Linked DNA regions of Hordeum vulgare: region 2 is linked to region 1. A link is a contact called in public Hi-C data. All regions are on one chromosome and are shown on one strand. Each heading gives the region's core, a stretch centred on a gene start, on an enhancer-like site or on the middle of the called end of the contact. The rest is flanking DNA. Distances are from core to core; before and after follow the strand shown. Region 1 holds the start of LOC123440202 (FBD-associated F-box protein At4g10400-like). Region 2 holds the start of LOC123444339.

Region 1 (6,533 bases), core at 1,671-4,170:
GATGATGTAAGGATGCAAATGGTTTGAGCTCTTAACAAACGATGTGATCAAGATACTCACTTGAGATCCCCCTTGATAGTAGGGAAATCGATCATATAACCTGATCTCCCAACTACTACTATGAGACCGAAAAAATAGAAAACCTATCAAGGGTAAACCTATACCTTGCACATAGTCCACTTGAGCTAGATGATGACGATCTTGACTTCCTCAAGATGGACCACCTTTCTCGATTGTGTTGGCTCGATGAAGACTAGTTTATTTCTCCCCCAAACTATCTATGGGTGAGCCACTCTTCGACACATCTTCACAAGCCTATTTTCACCACAATGGACGACAAGCTTCAAGCATGATATTTTTGTGATGCTCCACATGAACTTGTACACAGCAATCTTGACGACGATCACCACTTGATGTCATCCTCCATGGGTTGTATCAGATCTTTCCCTTGACACAAGCCCATGGAAACATACCTAACCCCACATAGAACTCTCACGTAGACCATGGGTTAGTACACAAAGCGTAATTGACAATGCTTACCATACCATCGGATCACTTGGTTCCTCTCGGTGCATCTTGTATAATTTGTGTGTCGATCAACTTGATCCGCTCTTTGACTTAGTCTTGATAAACCTTGTATCTTATCTTCTCTCGTCATAAAGATGATGTATTGAAGGTAAACATGAATGTTCACACAATCTTCTTCTTGAAGACATGCTTGCAATCAGCTCAACTCTCACATGACCAATCTTTGGATAAAACCTTGAATACCACCTTGGTGACCTTATAAACTCCTTGAAACCAACAGATGGACTTCAAGAAGTGCCTATGGACAAACCCTTCGAATATAACTCAAGGCAACCATTAGTCCATAGGGATTGTCATCAATTACCAAAACCACACATGGAGAAATATGTTGTAACACTTGCAACCCTAGGTATTTGTTGAGGGGATTAATGGAAGTCTTTGACATAACGTCTCGTGTGTGTGAAATAAAATTGTTTCGGGAAGTATCTCTTGTTTTGTCCACGATATTCATCCCTACGAGTACCCAAGATCATGGAGATCGAGCACCAATGAGGCTAGGAGCAAGGGGATCATGAAGTGTTATACCGAACACTGGTGACAGTAAGGTTTAGTAGGTTAACATGGATCTTATCGTTGGGGGTTCATGAGGTGTAGTCATTAAACACCAAATGATTTTGTCTAATATTATTATCTTAATTATCGGGGCAATCCCGCGAGACGGTTAGGGCCTTCGGTAGGACAATTGATTCCTTATGCGGGACGCGTATCGGTCAAGATGTTATTTGGACACATTCCCTACACTAATACGAAACAAGCAACTCTTGATGGGTGAATTCCTGAGCACAAACTAATATCACTTTTGATCCCAGCGCAAATACATGGTTGTAAGCTCATACCCGTACCTCATACTCGCAAATATCATATGGCTGGAATTAGAGATGAAGGAGAAAACATGATGGCATCACTCTTTGACATGTCGCTTGTCGAGCAGGAGTGCTTGGTTTGAGGTAGTGACGTGCGCTAGACCGGCTGTGCGGGTGCACACATAGGTGTGCATCGTTCATGCGTCATGGGGCTCGGTGGCGAGGGGAGGGGTGATCCCGGCATGGAGGTACGGCGGCTCGGGTGCGGGAGAGTGACTATAAGGTATTTAAGGGAATGCCTCACCCGGGTTATTCCCGTGAACACGATGGATTGCAAAAACGCCTCCAGACATATAATCAAGGACCTACTTGCAAAAGTATAGACTAGTCAGCAAGCCAGCTCAGCACCTAAAACCAATATGTGACCAATTTGCTCATAAAACAGAGTTGTGTGACCATTTTACTCCATCAGATCCATATTACATGTCGCTTAAACGGGTGTATCTAACATTGAAATACAGTTTTGCTAATACACATCTAGATGTGTCATAAGTATCGCACATCTAAGCCCTATGTCATTGATGTTACGCGGAGATTTGTGTGGGTATTTTTCTTTTCTTTTCTATGTCATTGAAATGTGCATCGGAGGGAGTACAACATTTCCAAATATGTGCGACTAAAATATTCACCTCGTGAGAGTTATGTGACCAACAGTGCGTTTATGTCTTCTACTCCCTCGTTCCTAAATATAAGACATTTTAAAGATTCCACTAAAAGACTACATACGGAGCAAAATGAGTGAATATACACTTTAAAATATGTCTATGTACATCCATATCTAATTCATAGTGCAATCTTTAAAATGTCTTATATTTAGGAACGGAGGGAGTAGATTTTGGTAAGATTTGTTCTATGTATGCGTAGGGAAAGCATGTAATTTTTTGATTTAGTTGAAGTTTGGTAAGATTTGATTTGGATATAGGTAGGGAAAGGAAAGGAACGTTTTTTCGGGTTTTGATAAGATTTTATTTTATTTTGTTGAGTTAATGCAAGAATTGATTATGGTAAGAATTGATTAAATCAATGAATGACAAGCTATGACAAAAAAAATATTTATTTGATTGAGGATTATCTTAAGCCAAGGAGGGGGTGCGGAGAGACTGAAAAGGACAAAGTAGGGGGAGGAGGTTTGAGATATGTTCGAAGATAGTAAACGCATTTTTTTTTTCTTTGCTATAAGTCAAACAGATATTTGACAATAAGTATTTTGCAATTTTTTTACTAAAATACAATAATATGCAGTAGTTCGGTGACGAACCAAGAAGTCAGCAATGTCGGAAGGTAGTTGGGCTGCAACAGAGGCTGCCCTCAACTTCATGGACGGCGTGGGTAGGTGGAGGTCCGCTGTGAGACTGCAAGATCCAACCGTTGGTTTCAGATGGACGGCGTGGATTGGACCTGACAGCAGGATCCTGCCAGACAGAAACCGTTACCAATACCAACGCAGTGAGGATCCGGATCCAGCGAACGGACAACAAATTGGCAATTGCTTCCGGACGGAGGACCCAGCACTTCTTCCAGAACTCTCCATCCGATCGAGCAGGAGTAGGCATGTGCTGCGTCCACTCCCCCGCTACCGCCTCCACGACCTCGTCGCAACGAGGTCAGATCGTGTCGTCGGATCGCCCGCCCCCCTACCCCGCCGACTCCCCGCTGCGCTCCGACGAGGGGTTGGACGCCAGGGCGGCCAGGGCGGCGAGGCGCGGGCGCAGGCGGCGCGCCGGAGATGGCGAGCCCCCGCCGCTCTCCCCGACCCCGAGCGTGGACACCGACGGGAAATTCGATCGCGCCGCGGCCAAACGCTCCCGCGCGGGGTCCGGCGACGGCGTCGCGGCGGCCCAGGACTGCGGGGATCGCATCGGCGAACTCCCGGACGCGATCCTGCTGTGCATCCTCTCGTATCTCCCGCTCCGCGACGCCGCCCGTTCGATGACGCTCTCCTCGCGGTGGCCCCGCCTGTTCGACCAGTATCTCCTGGACTTCGACGCGTGCCAGCCGTTCCCGCCGGAGGCGGGCCGCGGGTGCGACTGGTTCATCCGCGCCGTCGACTCCATCCTCGCCTCGCGCCGCCACATCCGCATCCGCAGCTTCCGCTTCGTGATGTATGGGCAGGGATTCGTGAGTCGCATGGCCGTCGTCAGCGGCTGGTTCCCCGTCCTCGCGGCCTGCGGTGTCCGAGAAATCGACGTCGACATGTTGTACACAGCCCCGAAGCCGACCCTGCCAGCGTCGCTCCTCCAGCTCGCCTCCCTGGAAACCCTAAGGGTATGCTTCTGCGACCTTCCTGGGGACGCGGAGGTGGGCGCGCTGCGCCTACCCGCCCTCCAGACGCTCCGTCTGTCCAATGTCCGGACCTCCCAGGACGCCCTGCAGGCGATGCTTGCTCATTGCCCATCCCTGGAGTGCGCGAAGCTCAAGAACATCACCGGGGTCAAGCAAATCCGTCTCCGGTCCAAGAGCCTGGTATGTCTGCACGGCGACTTCGCTAACATGAGTGAGCTCGTTGTCGAGGACGCCCCGAGCCTTGAAGAACTGGTGGGCATCCATCTGCCGAGCAGCAGAGCGACGGTGAAAATTGTTTCCGCCCCCAAGCTGCAGGTGCTGGGATACTTGGGGAAGAACGTCCGGCCTCTCGTCCTGCGTGATACCGTTTTCGATGTAAATGCTTTGCCTTTTTCTTCTGTTTTTTGCCGCTAACACACGGACGCTATTGCTCTGAAACTACGTTTCATTCCTATGTTATGATGTGCATCCATATTGCAGGGAGGCATCTTGAAGTCCACTACTACCCTGATGTGCAGCGTGAAGACGTTGGCCATCCAAGTGCCATTCTCAGAGAAGGGGCATACCATCTTCGTTGCTCAGTTGCTCAAATGCTTCCCATGTCTTGAGACGCTCCATCTCGAGGTAACCATTGTAGCGCAACTCTCCATAACCACCAACCTACGCTAGCTCTACCATGCATCATCTGTTAATCACGTTCGGCGTTTGCAGGCAGACAGTCGATCAATTTCGCATCAGGTTACTCCTGAATCATGGGAGACGACATCTTCTATCCAGTGCATCGAACATTCCCTCAGCAAATTGGTGTTTGAGAATTTCGGAGGGCAAATGTGCCAGTGGAGCTTGCTGACCTTTATGCTTGAGATGGCTAAAACTCTCAAGGTCATCGAGTTCTACTGTTTGAAAGGCGAAGATTGTGCCAGTAGGCTAATACAGCTTCTATGCACCATAAATAGAGTCTGCCTGGACATCAAGTTCCTGTTCTTCACAAGTTGTGCGCCAGTCAATAGCCTGTACTTGTGCCATTGCTGTCCCAGGCGGTGCCAGAATGAAAACAGAGTTTCGCTGTTACCGCGTCTTACGAAACCCGCTGATGCACACTCTGAAGCACCAGAAACATAGATGGTTACTGCAATCTGAAAAAATATCTGATGTCACCGGATGCGCGTAAGTTGTGATCTTGTGTCTGAATCCGAGAGTTGTTCATTTAGTTTACTGGAACAGAAGAAGAATCAGCAGGTTGATTAGCTGTACTGTGGCAGGCTTGGTGACTGGAATTCTTTTTTCCTAGAACACAATTAGCTGGACTTCTTGTTGGCTGTGTATCGCTGGTACTGTTTATAATATAATCAGAACTTAATGGTTTAGCATGTCAGCAATTTTGATATCTTTGCACTGTAGTTTAAATTCATTTCCGATATTTGAATTATAGAATCTGAGATGCTTGAAATTAGAATTGTGTGGAAAGTACAACCGTGGGAAGAAAAAGAACACTGTGATCTTTGCTCCTCAACTTGTCGTGTTGGTCACATTTGGTACCGGACTTTTGATTTATTGAACAAAAGACGCATCAACTGTCAAAGTGGAGAATGTGGCGTGGTTTTCATCCCGGTTTGATAACTCTCTTTCTCAACTATTTTCTGTACAAAATTCAATCATAATTAGTAGATTCTCTATGAACTATAAGTATTTCCTTTGAATCAAAAGACATCTTCATGTTTTTCTTCGGTTCTGCTTTTTTAAATCTTTGTATTCAAAGAGACCCTCTAATGTAAAACAAATCGCCGTGTGGCATTCATAGTCGTTTCAACAAAGCCACGATCACAAGATTTTTATTGTTGTTCAAAACTATACTAGTACTCCCTTATCATACAGTGCCTATAATTTTTAAATTCAAACTCTACAAACTTTGATCAAGTTTACGAGAAAATCATTGATATCTATAATGTCAACTCTATACATTATGAGTACGTTTTATGGCTACCCCCGGGGGTCCCGACCCCGGTTATCCTATCCGTCTTGGGCCGCTAAGATTCATGTGGTAGTGTCTCGAACCGTAGATCATTTGCAACATATGTAATCCTTATCTGGGTCACTGTTCTGGACAGGTTTGTCAGGTCATGTGATGTACTCTCCTCATCGGTCAACTCAAAGAACTGGATGTTTCTCCACTAAACTTTGCACGCTCTTCCTCAACTTGCATGTATCTTTGGGGAAATACCTCTTAAAAAACTCCCAAAAAAGCTTTGCATGGGATAGTTCTCTTTCTCTCTCTTGACTTTTGCAAGCGACTCCTGGGCATTTTTGCATGCTCCATACTATCCTCTCGTCGATGTTCCCTATTTGATGTTTGAACCTGGTGAAAGGACGTGGATGTTGCCTAGAGGGGGTGAATAGGCGTTTTAAAATAATTACGGTCTAGGCTTGAACAAATGAGGAATAAAACTAACGTTTAATTAAACAAACACAAAACCTAAAGCAACTAGGCTCACGTATGTGCATCAACAACTTATGCTAAGCAAGATAAACAACTAAGTGATAACAAGATATATAACAAGAAACAATATGGCTATCACAAAGTAAAGTACATAAGTAATGGGCTCAGGTAAGAGATAGCCGAGGCACGCGGAGACGACGATGTATCCCGAAGTTCACACCCTTGCGGATGCTAATCTCCGTTTGGAGCCGTGTGGAGCCAAAATGCTCCCCAAGAAGCCACTAGGGCCACTGTAATCTCCTCACGCCTCGCACAATGCATGATGTCGTGATTCCACTAAGGGACCCTTGAGGATGGTCACC
Region 2 (6,521 bases), core at 3,576-6,075, 230 kb before region 1:
TAAAATGTTGAACTATTTTCATTGACTTGGAAATATTCCAAGTAACACCCCAAAATTATTTTCACTATTTTAGGAATAGTTTGGAGCCAAAAATAAAATGAAACAGATGTCAGAAAGGTTTAAATAGAAAGCAGAAATGAAAAAAAATAGGAAAAAGTTACGTGTCGCTCACGTTGGCCGAGCCCATCATCTCCCTGTCATTTTCCTATTCGCCAGTCGGCAGCAGGAGGTGGCCGCCGCTTCCTCCAGCGTGGCCACACACCTGGGTGCCGCCTGGCCTCTCCGTCGCGCAAGCCGCAAAGGGATAAGCCTCTCGAGCCCATTCCATTCCTCTCCCTCTCCCCATTCGCCCTCTTGCTCCCCTCTCTCTCGGTCGCCATTACAGCCGAGCTCGAGCTCGAGCTAGCCGTCGCTCAGGCCGCCCGTCCCTGCCTTTGAGCCGCGCAGAAGCTCCGCCGAGACGTCCCGAAGCATCCCAGCTAGCCACACAACACCGTGAGCTCCCGAGACGCCATATCGCCTTCATGTTCAACCTTCGGCCACCAAGCTCGCCGTCGGTGATTCGTCGTCTCCAGGTCGTCCCCGAGCCAGCTCTTGTCGCCTCTGCCCTCTCTGTGAGCTGAGGAATCCATTCCCGTGCTTTTCCCCCTTGTTCCCGAGCTCTAATCCCCGATTCCACCGGAGCCCGACGAGATCCGCCGCGGGAGCTCGTCGCCGGTGACGCTCCGGTGATCGGTTGGTCATTCCGAGACCACCATCGGCTCCAGCTCGTCGAGTAGGTGCCGTAGGTGCCCAGTACCGTGCGTGTTGAGCCCCGTAGTAGTGACCTCGACGAGGCCCGAGCTTCGGCCGTCACCAAGCTCGTCGCCGGCGTCGATTCCGGCCACCCCAGCCCCTGGGGTTTGCTCCATCGTGCGCGCCATCGAGTGGCCGTTCTCCCAGTGCCTTCCGCCGCTCGATTGGTCATCGGAGACGCATTTCCGACACTCTCCGCCGTCCCTAGTGCTGCCGGAGGCTCATCGCCGGCGAGATTGACCTCGTCGCCGGTGGGTTCAACCCCCCTGAGCCAATGACAGGTGGGGCCAGCCCCTGGTTAAATAAAACTAAACTAAACAGAATTAAAGAAAATATTAATTTCTAATCAGTCACTCACATGTGGGCCAGCCACTGTTAATTAGCTATTTAACTCAAAGTTTAACTAAAAACTAACCAGAGTCACTTACCAGTGGGTCCCACTGGTCAGGTTTGACTTTCAGCGGCCAGATTGACCTGCTAATGTCATGCTGATGCAGTAATACTATTTCTGTTTTAAAATAATTCCAGAATAAGTCCAAAACTTTGGAAATTCATAGAAAATTAAATATAACTCCAAATTTGACAAATAATATATGTAAAATGATGAGAAAAATTCAATGAACATAATGATGCTATTTTCATGCATGAAAAACAAAGCTATGGAACATCATCAGGTCAAATCAATTAAATGAATTTGATAAATATATTATTTCAAATAATATTTGAATTTTGAATTCAAATCAGATTCATACTAAGGTTCTGTTAGTCACCTCAAACCATGCTACATTTCATTTTATGCCATGATCATGCATCATATTGTTGCATTTGAATGATATTGATTGTCGTTATTATTTCGGTAGGCTCTGCCCTTCCGGATACGTCCGAATATCCGACTAACGGATTTAATCCTTCTACTGAGCAAGAAGGCAAGCACCCTTTTGATCATCCCGATATAATCCCATGTTCTGCTCTTGCTCCCACTTATTGCATTAGGACAAAATATTTCAAATGCTTTACTTCGGTAGCTGAACCTATTCCTTTGCATGACATGTCATTGTCACAGTAAATAGCCAAACCTTGCAACCTAGCATACCTCATAGTTGCTTGTGCCATGATGTGTCTTATCCTGCTATGCTTGCTATGCCTAGAGTTGTGTCAGGTCTGTTTCATCTGGGTGATGAATAGGAATGGATGAATGTGTTCTAGTGACAAAGAATAAGTGTGGAACCTGATTTGGTAAAGGTACCGATGAAAGGCTATGTAGGAGTACATGGCGGGTTGTTTCATTGGAACCGTCCTTAGGAACTGAGTTCCGTGTATGTATTCCAAGACTAGATACTACCACATGTCGGGCCCTGAAATATGACCCCGCTCGACTTATTAATCGCCTATTACTCGGTCCAGGAGTTGCAAGTAGTTGTTGGTGTTTATAGTCATGCTGGAGGTCGTGCATGGTGCTGACCTTAGAGGTGGGCTGTGATGCGGTAGGCAGTGGCACGGTGTACCAAGTGGCACCCGGATGGTGGGCTTGGGAACCCTGCGCACATCGTTTGGGGCCGCAGTGGAAACCTCAGCCAGACTTCCGTGCGGGTTCACTCTCAAATAGGCGATAAACCTGGACTAGGTATTAGCGAGGTTAACGGTCGTGGCCGACTCCCTCGCTGGGCTTTGGCTTGAAGGTTGTCGAGGTGCATGACGTGCACATGGCGATAAGTGGCGAGAGCATGTGTGAAGAAGTACACCCCTACAGTGTTATGATCTATTTGAATAGCCGCGTCCGCGGATATGGACTACTTGAAGACATATGTTGTTCATAGATTACTTTAATGGCATATGTTGTTCATAGACATATGTTGTTCATAAAAGTATCAAGATAAGTGTGAGTATCATGTATGTCATTTCCGTAGGGAGACGGAAAGGAGTCCATGATAGTGTATTGTTGTGGTGGTAGTGGACTCGTGTACGACTTATCAAAGTTGTTTAAAACTATTTAAAATTTGTAGTTTAGTCTAGCCAAGAGTCAAAGCTGGCTTGCTGCATGAAACCCCACAACCCCCTTTGTTGATACATGTGCATGAGTAGATAGGTCTGTTCTAAAGTCTTGATGAGTACCTTTGTACTAATGTTTGTTTAATAAATGTTGCAGAAGATACCCACGAGCCAACAGGTGGGTTCTATCTAGACCTCGATGATGACGAGTAGCTGGTGTCCCAGCTACGACCTGACCCCTTTCAGAAGGGATATTTAGATAGTCAGGTTTTATGCCTTTTCCTTTCAACTGTCTGTACTGAGACAACTTTAATGCTTCCACTTGGTTTGTATGACTTTGCTTGTATGACTTGAGTGTCGGGTCGTGTGACCCCTACGTGTATGAACTTATTATGTAAGACTCTTCCGAGTCTTCTAAATAAATGGTGTGATGTTGTGTGCTTATGTTGTGATGTCATTGTTGTATCTATGTATATCAAGTATGTCATGCGTACGTGTGATGCACTGTGATATGTATGGGATTCGACACCTAGTCGTATGCCCTTAGTAGCTCTCTATACAGAGAAATTCCCCTTAGTGTTTCCATCGAGCCTTGGTAGTTCGCTACTGCTCCAGACACATTGGTTGACCGGCATGTATCCTTCTTAGCTGATGTGTCTGTCCCTACGGGGAAAAGTCACGCGGTGTAATGGAGTCCTTGTAGCTTGCTACGACTCGTCTACGCTCGCTGATGACCGACACCTGCTTTGTTGGGTTATGTATGCATGTCTCTTTACAGTTGAGCCACTTGAGTTTATGACTAGTTATGTCGACCCGGGTTCTTTGACATTGGAATGCTAGCGACACAATTGCATACGTAAGTCAAAAGGCGCAAACGGTCCCGGCTAAGGTAAGGTGGCAGCCGTGGGGTTAACCGTGCGTGAGACCGCAAAGGGATGCGATGTGTTACAGTCTGGATTCCTATGGCTTAGGATCGGGGTCCCGACATCTACTTCATTGGTTTGAGACCAATTGTTGGAGTCAACACCCATAGTCGACATATATGCGTCATCATGAAAACTACAAAGTAATATGACATAGGAAAACTAAATCAATCTACATATGTGCACATCTGTCAACAACAACAAATCAAAAACAAAAATTATACCTTGTGAGCATTTCATCGAGCACTATGTGTGCATGGGCCGTCGGCGCAACAATTTGTGAGGTTTCCGGCGCTTCGGGCGATGGAGGCGTGGCCAGCCTCACTCCCGCCTTCTTCTTCTTCACCGCTTTCCTCTTCTTTTGGGACATCATCGCCATTGCGGTCGCGGTGGCCGCTGTGGTTCGTTTGGAGGCGAAGCTCCGTGGCGCAGCCGCCGGCGACGCGACGCCACCCTGCGCCCTCGTGTGGGGCGGCACGATGAGCCCGCACGCGAGGCCGGATTTCGGAGTCGCAACGACGTCGGCGGTGGCGAGGGAGGTGAAGCCCGTGCTAGGGTTTGCGGCGGTGGCGACGACGAGGTCGCGCGTGTAGGGGGTTAGGGGAATGTCGGAGCACCCGTCCATGGCTGGAAGTCGCCGACGACGATGCGGGGCGAGGCAAAAGCAGGCGCGAGCGGAGAGTTCAGCGGCGGTTGCTCGCTTCGCGCGCGATTTCTTTCTGTCGCGCGTGCGATAGCACACGTCCGAAAAAACAAAGCACGATGACGTTCTATTCGGCGTGGGTTGGTTTTTAACGGGCACGCGATTTTTACGCGTGTGCTGGAGTTGCCGATTCGGTCGCTCGCGCGATAAAATTCCATTTTTCGCTTTTGGAGATGTTCTAAAGTGCACTTTTCTCCTATACTAAAATAATAGGTCTAGTGTTCCTAAAAAAAGGTGTAGTCATTCGCCAAAAAGACAAAAGGCATGTGTGGTCGGCAGCTGGGAAGGGGTCCAGTGTCCATTGGCTCGTCCAAGCCCATCCATCATTTCCAGCGGAAAGCAAGCTGACCTGTGCAAAACGTAGACTTTTCGGTCATTCAGTGACGAGAAGCACCGAGCCGTTACACCCGGCCGGACGAACTAAAAGCTCTCCCCCACCCCAGCCCCACTCCAAACTTCAGACATGGCCGAACACCAAGCCCCAAAATCCCGTCGCCTCCAAATTCCACTCCACCCCGGCCGCCTGTAGCAATAGCAAACAAGAAGCTACTCCGTAGAAGAAATGGAGGGCGACGAGATCTTTGCAAGCCTAGACTCGCTCTGGTTCCACTCCAGCGTCCTCCACCGGCGGCCGCGCTTCAAGCAGTGCTCGGAGGAGCTGAAGCCGCCCAGGAGGCAAGACCAACACCCCAATTGCGTCGACGGCGAGGTGACGCTGGGAGCGAGAAGAGCAGATCCGAGAAGCAGGGCGCTCGAGGAGCGCATCGAGGCATGGCAGGAGGAGCAGTGGCGGGAGACGCTCGTCATCGCGGCGCCGACACGGTGCTCGCCGGTACCCCCTCCCGCCCCCGGCGAGGGTGTCGCCATGAAGGCCCATCTCAGGTCGTGGGCCCATGCCGTTGCTTGCTCCGTCAGATAAAAGGCGCTCGACCAGTTCAGAGTCTTGGAATTTGGTACGATGTTCCCACTGTTTTGCCTCCACATATACCTGAATAAATACACCTCGCCTAGCTTCTAAGTTTCACATTATATCTAATCTCCTGCACATCTCGATCTGCCAATGGCTGCATGCATTACTCGATGCAGAGGCCGGGGCGATGCCTCCTTTTCGAAAAAAAATCTCGATCTGCCAACTGTGAATCTGTGCAGAAAATGGAAAATGCACAATTCCACATCGAAATTTGAAGAAGTTTCTTTACTTTTACACGTTGTGGGAGTAGCCAGGGGCTGCTGTCTTTTGTACACTTGTTTTACACCTGGGATCTGCATCCTATGGGTGATTTACAGATCATCATCAACCAACTCTAGAACATGATTTAGAGATACTGCTAACACGTCGAATCGAGGGCGGGAGAGCAAATGCTATGCAGCTCTCCTCAAATAATTAGACTATATATACATGGAGGGTTAACTAAAGCTTCATAGAACCACGCATTTGATGTGTAACGACCGTGTTCTCACTCCTGGTTGGACGCTGCCTCCGGAAGTTTGAATGTAGGAGGCCTGTCTGCACCTTTCCTCGAGTATTCTCGCCACCTCCTTGCGGCCGCAGCCGCTCGCTTCACTCTTTCCTTTGTGTCCTCATCTGTTTAACATGTAAACAGGATTATTAGAACACAGATAGGCAAAGGATGGGAGCCCAAATGATCTGAGCAACTGGCAAATGGCAAAATATGCTAGCTTTACCGTTCTTTTGGTATCTTGTCGGTGACCCCCATATATCACTCCATGAACTTCCCTTGTTAGAATCATCTTGGCTCATCCGCATTCTGACCTTATTCTGCAGGACATTGCGCAGATGTTCAGGACAACACACATGCAGTTCATGTGTGAAGAAAATAAAAAGCTTATGATTCTAACATTCCCAAACTGGATTTCGTATGTAGATATAAAGAAATAATGTATAGAACAGAGAATTATACCAAGACTTTTGCTTGTCTTTTCTCCCAGCGCGTACTTGCCTGACAGCAGGAAAGATAACAGAACATGTTAAGAGCTACATAAACTTCATCACGAAAAAAAAGATCTACATAGACTGTGGTTTAAACTGCATAGAGTACTGTAATAAACTTTAGAAGGTGGACGTATTTAGAAATATGTACATTAATTTT

What was found. Hi-C and Micro-C count contacts between places; a contact is called where the count stands out from the background.
Region 2: a contact with region 1 is called in a Hi-C map of seedling, with 3 times the contacts expected there. The contact joins the promoter of LOC123444339 here to the promoter of LOC123440202 in region 1. A contact is called at or near these places in 4 of 6 Hi-C or Micro-C datasets (leaf and seedling) and 1 of 1 datasets of contacts at active chromatin or transcription factors (embryo).

Annotation. Positions count from the first base shown.
Region 1 is chr3H:472,269,837-472,276,369 of MorexV3_pseudomolecules_assembly, reverse strand. It overlaps LOC123440202 (FBD-associated F-box protein At4g10400-like), which reads left to right and starts at 2,920. Exons shown (of 3, transcript XM_045116771.1): 1 at 2,920-4,109; 2 at 4,215-4,358; 3 at 4,446-5,101. The coding sequence starts at 3,003. The coding sequence ends at 4,856.
Region 2 is chr3H:472,501,479-472,507,999 of MorexV3_pseudomolecules_assembly, reverse strand. It overlaps LOC123444339, which reads left to right and starts at 4,825. Exons shown (of 1, transcript XM_045121026.1): 1 at 4,825-5,439. The coding sequence starts at 4,973. The coding sequence ends at 5,329. LOC123444338 reads right to left here. Exons shown (of 9, transcript XM_045121025.1): 7 at 6,333-6,371; 8 at 6,097-6,190; 9 at 5,585-5,995. The coding sequence ends at 5,868.